Regions from separate parts of the Pan troglodytes genome. Here region 2 is linked to region 1. The links are chromatin contacts, called in public HiChIP or PLAC-seq maps. All regions are on one chromosome and are shown on one strand. Each heading gives the region's core, a stretch centred on a gene start, on an enhancer-like site or on the middle of the called end of the contact. The rest is flanking DNA. Distances are from core to core; before and after follow the strand shown.

Evidence for each region. HiChIP or PLAC-seq counts read pairs in DNA pulled down with a chosen protein or histone mark.
Region 2: a contact with region 1 is called in an H3K4me3 HiChIP or PLAC-seq map of stem cell-derived excitatory neurons, with 6 times the contacts expected there. The contact joins the enhancer-like site here to the promoter of SEMA6D in region 1. A contact is called at or near these places in 5 of 7 Hi-C or Micro-C datasets (blood, induced pluripotent stem cells, a lymphoblastoid cell line and 1 more) and 1 of 1 datasets of contacts at active chromatin or transcription factors (stem cell-derived excitatory neurons).

The regions. Positions count from the first base shown.
Region 1 is chr16:39,171,140-39,177,064 of NHGRI_mPanTro3-v2.0_pri, forward strand. SEMA6D (semaphorin 6D) reads left to right here and starts at 3,121. Exons shown (of 21, transcript XM_016928165.3): 1 at 3,121-3,211.
Region 2 is chr16:39,959,188-39,965,112 of NHGRI_mPanTro3-v2.0_pri, forward strand. No RefSeq gene overlaps it. Among named protein-coding and RNA genes, the nearest start is that of SLC24A5, 150 kb to the right of the region's middle. Within about 2 kb of position 3,269, at least 5 of the 24 cell types and tissues checked have an H3K27ac peak or open chromatin away from gene starts, as enhancers often do. A contact at or near this core is called in stem cell-derived excitatory neurons, where this site is marked.

The DNA of each region.
Region 1 (5,925 bases), core at 1,871-4,370:
TACTTACTAGCAGTAGGGTAGTTCTGGCACTATTATACAAGGATGCTAAAATCCTAAATAAAATATTAGTAAATTAAAAAAATTGTAAACTATCATGTACTTTAGGCAATATGGTTGGGTAGTGAGCAACAAATTTAAATTTTCAAGTCTACTTTAAATCATATAAGTATATCCCAGTTATTGTATGTATTTATTATTTGGAGATAATGGCAAAGTCTAGATCGGAAGGCTTTTATATAATATGCTGAGAGCTAAATGTTCCTCTCTCCTCCTCCTTCACTCCCCACAAATGATTGGCTTCATTGGCCACAGAAGAGAAAATTGATCAATTGCTTGAAATATCTTTTTATTTCATCCCCAGGTATTGAAAGTCATCTTCCAGATTTGGGAACTGTATTTTCATTTCCTTTGGCTGTTGTAACAAATTACCACAAACTTGGTGATTTAAAACAATAACACTTATTTCTGTACAGTTCTGGAGGCCAGAAGTCCAAAATAACTTTCACTGGACAGAAATCGATATGAAAGCAGGATTGTGCTTCCTTGAGAAGCTCTTGGAGAGAATTCCTTCCTTGCCTCTTCCAGCTTCTGGTGGCTGCTGCCATTCATTGGCTTGTGACTGCATCATTCCAATCTTTGTCTCTGTGGTCACATTCCCTTTTCCTCTTCTATGTCTCAAATTTCCTTCTGTCTCCTACTTAAAAGGACCTATGATTGCACTTAAGGCCCACGCTGATAATCCAGGATAATCTCCCCTTCTCAGGATTCTTAATTTCATCACATCTGCAAAATCCATTTTCTTCCATATAAAGTAACAGAGTTTCTAGGGGATTATAACATGGGTATCTGTGGGGGCCATTATTTAACCTGCCACAGGAACTGACATTGCTCACTGCTGGGTCCCTGAAGAACACAAATTGGCTTGTTGGTGGGCTTGGCCAGGAATCGGTTTAGCTGGAGATGCCTTTCACTGATTGTGAAGGAGGTCCTAGAACCCAAACGTGAAGGCTCAGTGATCTGTCACGCACACCTGATGTCATGAGCATGGACCATGTCCCTCTCATGTTTCAAATACAGGCCACAGGCAGGGTCCATAGTCCCACCACAGAAAGCAGTTCTTGTGGTATTGAGGTCAATTATATGTCCTCAAAAACCTGAAGTTCTACCCATTTCATTACTGTCTCTTCTTCCTGCTATGATGCTAAATGTGGATGGGTAAACATTCATTATTTTTAAAATGCTCATTAACATGTATTAGGTGCCAGGGATTATGGCAGGCCATTTAAAGCATGGTGGTCGAGAAAGCAGCCTCTGAAGCAGATTGCCAGGGATCTAATTTCTGCTCCACTAATTACTGGCTATGTGATATACCTCTATGCCTATGTTCCCCGACTATAAAATAGGCTCTATCTCACAAGGATGTTGAGGATTAAATGAGCTATTATGTGTTAATGCTTGGACCAATGGCTGGCTGCTACCTGATCTTTGGTCTCTCTAACTTAACAAATGTTAATTACTATTTATTTGAATGGAGAAACCAAAGAGATATGGAGGCCTGTGTGAGACACAGGGATAGCTAAGGCAAGATATGTTCATGAAAGTAATTTTAAGTTTAGGAGTTAAGACAGTAAGTTTAACAAGAGGTCTGAGCATTGAGAGGTGTTTGTTTATTGTTTTTTAGAACTCTGACTTAAGTGAGTCAAGCAAGAGAAGAGAAAGAGGGAGGGAAAAATAAATGCTATTTTTGGAGGAAAGATGGTTGGGTAAGCTCTCTGTGGTACTGGTAGGCAGGTTTTGCATGTGGCTGGGTAGCTGGGCAGTCAAGTATTGCATTAACGCCAGCCTGATGCAGCTTGGGCTGGTGTGAAGAACCATGGGATCTCTAAGGCTTAGGGGTCTTCACATTTAATGATCACCAAGTTACCAACCTGAGTATCATCTTAGAAAAAGTGGGTAATATTTACAAGGAAGACTTGTTTCAAGAATCAAAGGAACGTATGAGCAATCATCCAGCTAACTCCAAAATGCTTTGTTTTCCACAGGACTAATTATATGGGATACAAGCCAAGCATACAAATTGAAGTCTTCCTTCCTTTAAATACCACATAAAACCACCAAAGCTTGCCTCATATTTAAGGGACATTCACTCCTTGAACATTGTTTGAATACGTACTGTATGCCGAGGACCACACTAGGAGCTGTTGACAAAGTTATGAGTATGAGTATGAATTATTTCTGCCTGAACAAACTTACAGACCAAAAGTTCTGCCTAGAGAAACTTAAAGACCAGTAGTAGAGGAAGTAATCCAAACAGGAAAATGTCACATGAGTGATAGGTATTATCATGAAACTAAGAACAGAATGCTGAGGGAAGCCCTTAGAAAGGAACTTCTCATTGTCTGCAGAAACAGGGAAAAGTAAATATAAAAATATTTCCACAACAATAACAGCGAGGAAGCGGGCTCATTAGAAAATGGCACGTGTGGCTTGGATTGGGGTAAAGAGGGTGTTCTGGAACTTTGTGGGCCTTTTTGCATATGGAGAAAAGCTGGGCTGACAGTCTAACTCCAAAGGCCAATGAACAGCGGTTAGATGATTAACACCTGGGAATACATTTCTACAATATTAAAAGTGATATGTAGCTCATTTAAAGAAATACATCTTAATATGTAGTACACAATATATCTAAACCATCGCAACGACAAAATCAAAGCAAGGTCCTTTGCACCGAAGGGCCTGGGGAGATGTGGGCGAAGACCCCAGGACCTTTCCCCTGCTCAGAGACCAAAGGGTTTTCAGAGCGGAGGTGGGGGCTCCCGGCAGGGGAAGTTAGAGCCGAGGGAGCGGCAGGAGCACGTGGGCTGAGTGGGGGTGGGAGGACGCAGACGGCGGAGTAACCGGTGGAAGTGTCAAAGAGGAAGGAGTGGAGGGCTGCTGAGGTGACAGGGTGTGGTCTGTGAGGGAGCGGACGAACCCGGAGAAGAGAGCAGAGAGACCCACCAGGACTAGGAGGCAGCGGGGAGCGTGCCTGCGTCGCTCGGAGCGGTGACAGCAAGGAGCGCAGCGCGGAGGCCGGGCGGCAAGGGGAGTTTCCAGTCCTCGATAAGTGGAGTCCCTGCTCTGCGCTGCGCCAGCGCCTTCCGCCTGGGCCCGCGGTGCCAGACACCTGCCGAGTCCGAAGCGGGAGTCAGGCTGAGCCTTCGGCCCCCAAGTAAGTCTTCCCTTTTCTCTCCATTTCTCCTCCGTCGCCTTTACTTCTTTATCTGCGAAGCGAGGAGCTGCTGACGGAGGTTCTGCGCGAAAAGCGCACCGGGGAGCTCTGGCGGCGTCCAGGATGCTCCAGCCTCCGGGCGCGCCGCGGCCGGCGCAGAGACCCGACCGCGAGGCCCGCCGCCCGGTTCCCGTGCGCAGCATGGCGCGAGGCGGCGGCAGAGTTGTTGGCACTGATAAGACCCGTCTTTTGTGTCTTGCCCGATCCCAGAGCTGTGCCAGGCCGGGGGGAGGGAGCGGAAGCCACTTTATGGCTCCTGGCCCCACCTCTTGCCCCCACCCCAAATCCTCCGGGATTTCAAAATGCCGCGGACTCGGGCGCAAGTGAGCGCCAAACCCGCAAGCTGGGCGAGTTGGATCCGGGTCGGCAGCCGGCTGAACCGCCACGCTGCCCCGCTTTTTTAATTTTCTTTTTAGATACGGCATCTAATTGGTGGGTGCTGGGAGGCAGGGCTGGCTGGGTGAGCACGAGTACCTGGGTGTAGGGAACGACCTACCTTCTTGCTTTCCTTGGGGTTTAGAGGGGAAGGGGTGGGGGCACCCAGAGCCCCGAAGCCCGGAGCGTCCCGCGCTAGCGGGCTTGCGCGCGGCCGGCGAGCAGGCGTTCTCTGGGTGGGTCCCTTGTCTGGCTCATTGTTCGCGGTGACTGTTCTTGGGGCCAGACTGAGCGACACAGACACCGCTCACCGGGCTGTAAATAAAAGTGACGACTTGGAGGAGTGGGGGTCAAGGCTGCCGGGAGGGAAAAGGCTTGCCCATTTTAGAAACCGACTTGGAGCTCGGAAGAGCAAACGTAGTCGACAGAGAAAACCGCTCCTGAGTGCGAAACTTAGATCTGACTCTAATTCACAGAGACAGCCTAGTAAATTAAACCCTCAGGAACAGGGCACGGTATTTCCCCCATTGAAATTGTTTTCAGAGTAACGAAGATGGAGTTTTAAGTGTTATTGACAGCTGGCCGCTTTCTCTTGCTAGCACCTGTTTCCCTTAAAGATTGCTGGGTGGGGTTTATTTTTTCGCCCCCTCCCTCCTTTTTTTAGAATGTGCATTTATTCCGTTTGTGCCTTCAGCTAGTCGAGTTGCATGGTGCTGGGAGGAGAATCCATTTTTGAAAGCAAAGTGCAATTTCCACTCTACAAATGGCCAAGCACTGGTGTAGACGTCCATTGCTCCCCTACCCTGGCCGCATGCTAACATTCATGGAGGCAGACATGTGTACCCAGAATCAGAGGGAGCCGGTTATCCTCAGTTGGAGATCCCAAAAGACTTCTGCATACAGTTCCTTTCGTTGGATGGTAGATACTCTTATTTGACTTTCTTCCATTCTTTAAATTACAATGGTATCACCTGTTCATGGTGCCTATTCCTTAGCCCACTACAAAGGAGGATGCATTTTGCTGGGAAAAAAATGCTCTTTCTTTTTCTGAGGTCCGTGGGTAGTATTCAGAATAAGCTCTTGACAAGAGAAATTATTAAATTATTATGATTTCTTATATATGTGTGTATATATAAATATATATGTACAAGTTTACAATATTGTCTACAAATATACAATATTTGTATATATATATGTGTATATATGTATGTATGTGTGCATGTATATATATATGTGTGCATATATATATACACATATATAGTATTTGTAGCTGGTTGTAAATCCCAGTAGTTACTAATGCACCCAACTGACCTGGTTATATTTCACTTTGACATCCCTGATGGACCTGCTAAGTGTATCAATCTGATGAAGCCTGGAGTTCCAGCCCTCAGGAGAAGTACTTAACATGAACACCTCTCTATGACGGCAGTCTGATTCCACAGGGAAAAACCATGCAGTGGGAGTGTTGTTGAGGGTATGGAAAGCTGTATGATTTATTCCAAGGAGAGAAGAGAGAGTTAGGTAGAAGAAAATAAAAATGGAAACTGGAGAGGCATCCAGACCATACCCACGGTTCTACAAATATGTATGTGGAAAAGTGTATTTATTGTGTTCTCTCTCTCTCTTTTATCATAATGTTTATAACCTTAATGCTTTCATAGCAGCATTTGTACCTCTTTTTTTTTTGCTTAAAAACTGTTATATTTTCAACTCTATTATTTTACATTTTCAATGCCGTTCGTGCCCACTGAATGCATTGGATTATCTTTTCAATTGTTCTTTTGTCTACTTGTATACCATGTCCAACTTAGTACAGGACCACATGAACAATGAATCAACCAGGTTCTAATGAAGATTAAGACATGAAGAGTATTCACAGCTATGTATAAACTGTATACTCATTTAACCATCTTCCCACATGACCAATTTTAGCTAGTAGCTTGTTCATCTTCTGAAGTCTCCAGACTCCAAATTCTTACCCAGATTGATTACTGCACTAAATCTTGATTGTGCAAAGAACAGAACTTAATTATTTTGGCCTCATTTATCAGTCAGCAGTATTTAGTGTTGCCAAGATAATTATATCATTGAAGTATGCATGACTTTAAAATATGTTGAAAAAGGTCTTTCTAAACTTGTTCATAAAGAAAAAAAAAAGTCCTTGTGAAGCCATAATTTCACTGCTGTAGGCCTCCTGGCCATTCGCGTTTATTGAGTTTACTCTTCCACATGAAGAATGAACCATTGTTTTGTTGTCTAGGAACTGAAGGAAGATGGAA
Region 2 (5,925 bases), core at 2,019-4,518, 790 kb after region 1:
GAAGTTCATGGACTAATTCATACCAATGTGTTAATGGTTCAGCATATATTAGGTTATTAACCCACCTGACTCGCTGGATTAACCTTTTTCCTCATTTTAGGAAAATGCAAAATATATTGAGGAAAAATGCTTAAATAAAAATAAAAATCACTCTTATTTTTATAATTCTGAAATAACTACAGCAACATTTTGGTGACGTACTTATTTCAGTCCTCCTGCTAGATCCAAACATACATATTTGCAACATATTTTTACATAGTATGGTAAGCAGAATAATAGTTTCCTTAAAATGTCCACATTTCAATCCCCAGCACTTGTGAAAATGTTACCCTTACATGGCAAAAGGGACTTTTGTAGATATGACTAAGGTTATGGGCATTGATATGGGAAGATTTCATGCTGGATTATCCAGGTGGGGCCAATTTAATCCTATGTGTCCTTACAAAAGGGGTACATTTCCCTGCTGAGTTAGAGAGATAGGATAAAAAAGAAGAAAAAATTCACGGTATTTAAGGAACTTGACCAGACTTGGCTGACTTTGGAGATGTAGGAAGAGACCATGAACCAAAGAATGTGGGTGGCCTCTAGAGCTGGAAACTGCTGTCAGTTGACAGCAAGAAAACTAGGATCTCAATCCTGCATCCACAGGGAACTGAATTCTGCCAACAACCTAAACGAGCAAGGAAATGGATTCACCCCTAGAGCCTCCAGAATGAAACACAGCTCTGCTGATACTTTGACTTTAGCCTGGTGGGACCTATGTCCGAACTGTAAAATAGTAAATTGTGTTGTTTTAAGCCATTACATTTGTGGTAATTTGTCACAGCAGCAGCAGAAAACTAATATATTTGTTTTGAAGTATACTTTATAAATTTTTTTCTTGCTATTTTTAACATCAAATTATATGAGAACTGTTTTCTCATTTCGTGTGTTTTGTGTTTTTACATTGCTTTATAGCAGTCTATCACACAGGTTTATTGTGATTTATTTCACCATTCCCATCATTGTTTGTTTAGGCTGCTTCTAATTTTTTGCTTTTATAATGAGCATCCTCATATGTGCTGTTTCAGTCCACAATGCTTCTTATTTTCTTAGAACTGATTTCCAGATGTGAAATTACCAGAACAGCTCATGGGGACATTTTTAATTTTTTATTCTCAATTCTAAAATGAGTTTCTAAAAAGTATGAAGTTGTACACCCATCCAGAGTTTGGGAGTGTCTATTATATCTTACGATCACCTGAGTTCCATTTGACTGGTTTTTAAATGCCAATTTCTTACATAAAAAGTCATTTTATTTTGCATTTCTTTGATTGCTTGTGACATTGAACATTTATTCATATGTGAACTACCTATTTTTTTTACTGATTTTCCAATGAAAGTCTTAGAGTTTTCATATTGATTTGGAAAAGCTTTTTATTCCTTTATGATATCAGTCCCTTGGCATATTTAATGCAAGTTCCCCCAATTTGACATTTACCTTTTAACAGTGTTTATAATCTATCTTGACACACCGAATTCTTAACCTAATATGTGGTTAAATCTACCTTTTTCTTCCATATTTTCTTCTATTGATTTACAGAGATTTTTCTGTCTTGAAATCAAGTAAACATTTACCTATATTTCTTCTTGTATGTTAAGGGTTTAACATTTTTCTTTTTACATTTTAAGTATTGCACAAGCCTGGAAGTTATTTTGGTTTATGAAGCTACAAAGGGAGGATTGTGTTTTTATTATTTTCCAAATATTCACGTAATTTTGAATATTTTTTTTTGCCTTGTCTATGAAAGGCACTGCTTCTTAACTAAAGACGTCAGGAGACAAGATATCTCCCCCTCAAAAGAAACTAACATGCAATTTCAGGTTCTGTGATTAGTGGTGAGTTAGATTTCATCTTTTGAAAGGGTGTAGGAGGAGGTGGGAAGGGATTTTTCAACATCTCTCAGATGATCCCAAGCAAGCTTTACATCAGTTTCCTGAGGGTTGACACTCGCTTCACCACTGTTCTTGCATTTAAGATCAAATATAAAGGAGAGTGAGACATGTGAGTTGCAATATCTGAAAGTAGAGCCTCAACAGGGACTCAAGTCTAACATGATGTCCATTTGGTTCAGGAAAGCATACATGCATCCTCAAAATAGGATGGGCTGTGTCTGCAGGAGAGTAAGCTCCCCAAAGACCGATACTCCTCTTGTATTTCCACCCTCCAGCTCCTCTTACATAGTCCTCTGTAACCTCCAAACTTGCTCTCCTGACTTATTGAGAGTTCAGTGTACTGGTGACCAATCCTGAAAACTGCTCCTTGGCTCCAGACCCACCCTGTCTCAACCTCATATGCTTTATTTTTTGTTCCCTTAATTCTCCTCCTCCATGCTCTCCCTCCATCTGGAAGAAGGAGGTGCATTTGTGAGCATTTATCTTTCCAGGAATAGCCTCTGAAGCTCAGAAAAGGGAACAGGCAGAGGAAAGAATGGCCAAGCCTATGGTCAAGTAGCCAGGTAGGACTACTAGGACGTGAGCCCAGCTCTGAGCTCATCAGGGCAAGATGGCTGTTGCCAGTCTGTGGCTGCCAGCAAAGCAGAGAGAGCTGGCTTCTCCCCAGTCACTTTCCTGGGTGACAGTGAGGATTGCTCAGAGCTGAAGTATGCTAGACATCAATGATCAGAGGTAGCTATTTAAAGTCCTGCTTTTCTTATTGATGTAACTAGGTTTGGGGCATGATAGGAGGGTTTGGGGGTGGATGCAAGGGAAAAGGAGTGGTCTGAAGCCAGTGCTGGACCTGTGAAGCGAGAATCTTAATTGCTGCTTAGGAAGGAGTTCTTATGTGTGGAGGCTCGGCTACTTCCCTTGGCTGGGGGCGTGCCCTGCCCTACTTCACCCACACAGAGTGATAGGGACTTACTTTTTCAGACAGAACAGGAAACCAGGTAGGGCTGCCCAGATTTGCCCTTGAGACCTGCACTCCTGGGTCCCTAAAGAAGTTTGAGAGTCAGGGCCAGACACCATGTTCCTCAGCAGGCCAAAGGGCTCTGTGGATGGGGGCAGGTGTGCATAGTGAATTCATCAGGCATCAAATTCCCAAAGGAGGGGCGCCTTTTCCAGCATCCACTCAGGGTTTGGGCTTGTGCCTGTGCCCTTTATTTTTCAGCTTGAGCTTGATATCTCTATGAAGTACCCCACTCCTACTTGAGAGAATAATAGGAGTAGAACAAGGCCAGGCAAGGAGTCCTAAGCAGTGATCTCCCCTCCATTCTTTTGTATTTGGCAGCTTGAAGGCTGCACTGCAGCTGAGGGCACAGTAACCATGGTGACAGGGCTGGCCCCATAGAAAGGGTAGGCTCCAGGGAGGAGTCAGCTTTGGGATATGTTTAGAGGTGAATCAGAAACACTTGCACTGATCTTATACAGATTTGTAAAGTTACGTTTCTCTCCAGTTATAGTCAGTGGAAGCCCCAGCTAGCATTTTACCTAATGGCCTTTCATATTCATCAAGATTATCTGAAAACCTTTAAGAATTAGTTCATCAAATCAAAATAGCTTTTTACAAGCATTTACATGTGTGACACTCTCTGTATAACACACAAAAATATATAAGATCCAAACTGTAACTTCAGGAGGCTTTTATAGCAAGGAAACCAAGGTATTAAAGTCTTAAAGAGCTGAATATAAGCTCTGAATGACAATGGAAGATAGCAATAGAAAAATAGTAACAATGCAGCAAATGGTTAATTGTCAATGAATAATATAAACAATATTTTATTGAACGATTCATACTGGGGAGTCTTGGAAGGCTTTACAAAGTGGGCAGCATTTGAGCTGGGTGCAGGATGGGTAGGATCTGTCTCCCTGGCTCAGAAGAGTGGAAGAGGAGGGGCAGTCTAGGAAGAAGTGAAAGCATAGGGCAGAGAGCAGAATGTGTGCCCAAGAAGAGAGGGTAAACACTCTGACTGAAGTAGGGGCTTCAGGTGGGACCTATGAGGGAGATGAGTTTATTACAGTAGCTCCAGTTTGTGGGAATGAACATGAAACTGGGCAAATTTGATAGCAGGATGGAGTGTTAGCCTGGGATTTAGAATGAGGATGATCAAGACCATCAGGGAGGAGCTCCAGGTCCCCAAGGGATGAGAGCACCAAAGAAATCGGTAAGCCATGAAGATAAATTTACTCAATTTTGTAGCTTTGCTGTAGACCATTCCTGGGGATGAGAAGCCAGTAACACATTCATTCCAGAGCAAGCTCATCAGCATATAGAAAGGAATTGCTTCTGACTGTCTTGGGAACCTAACTCATGCATAATGAAGGCTAAATGCTGCCTTTAATAATTTTATAAATACAAAGCATGTGATTTGTCTACAGAAAACTGTAGAAAGTATCCTGTTTGGAGAAATCATGTGTAAAAAGGTATGTGCACATATGTGTTCACAAGAATGCAGGAGCTATCAGAACTTCAATATGTATGTGCAAACATGATATTGAGCTCCAAACATCAACTTATTATTGTTTCTTGGTTAAATATCCTCATATATTGTTTCAGAAGCAATTTCAACATCTTGACCCCAGAATCTTACAAAAGACAAATCACTTTTTCTCCAGCAAGATTCTGTGGTATGCCCAAGCCTGCTTTTGTCTCCTTACCAACGGTGGAGGGAATCTCAAGTTGAATCTTGAGAGCCCAGTATTTCAAATGAAATTCTGTCCCATCTTTCATGGTCATGAAACCTTTTTTCATGCTCCTGCCAACACCAATCTTTCCAATTTTCCATAGATTAGATACATAATGGTACTTAGTTTTTCTGATTTAATATATATGACTTGTTGCCCTATCAAGAGTATGGGATCTTGTCACCCACAGTATGGGTATCACTTGAGAAGTTAGAAATGCAGAATTTCAGGCTCTACCCTAGACTAACTGAATAGCATCTGCAATTTAACAAGACCCTGAGAGATCTGTGTGCATATTTAGTGTTTGAGAGACATTTCTCTAGGAGACAGAGAGCATATTTTGCATTTTACCCATATTCACATCCCTTTGTAATCTCATGGAACCATGGCAGCCATGAAGTAAATCGAACCCATTCTTAGTGAAATCAATTAAAACAATCCCAATGGCCAACCACTCTAACAAAAAGATAGTGTTGTCATCATTTTATCTGATTCAAACCACCCAGGGAGACAGGCAAAACACACTGTTTTATCCCCATTTTACAAGTAAAAAAATGGAAACTCAGAAGGGTTTCATAGTTTCCTAAGGTCGAACAACTGAAACTTAACAATATTAATTTTTTCAACCCATGAGCATGAAATATCTTTTCTTTTTTTCTTTTTCTTTTTTTGTTGTTGTTGTCCTCTTTAATTTCTTTCATCAGTGTTTTACAGTTTTCCTTGCAGAGATCTTCCACTTTTTGGTTAAATTTATTCCTAGATATTTTATTTTTGTAACTATTACAAATGGGATTACTTTCTTGATTTCTCTTGCAGACTGATCATATTAGTGTATAGAAATGCTACTGATTTTTGTATGTTGATTTTGTATCTCACAACTTTACTAAATTTGTCAGTTCTAAAAGTTTTTTGGCAGTCTTTGGGTTTTTCTAAATATAAGATGATGCTGTCTGCAAACAAGGACAATTTGACTTCTTCCTATCAATTTGGATGCCCTTTATTTCTTCCTCTTGCTTAATTGCTATGCTTAGGACCTCCAGCACTAGGATGAATAAAAGTCATGAAAGTGGGCATCCTTGTCTTGTTCCAGATCTTAGTGTAAACACTTTCAACTTTTCCCTGTTCAGTATATTAGCTGTGGGCTTGTCATATATGTTCTTTATTGTGTTGAGGACTTTTGATTATGAAGGGATGTTGAATTTTATCCACATCAAATACCAATGACATTCTTCCCTGAAATAGAAAAAAAAATCCTAGAATTCA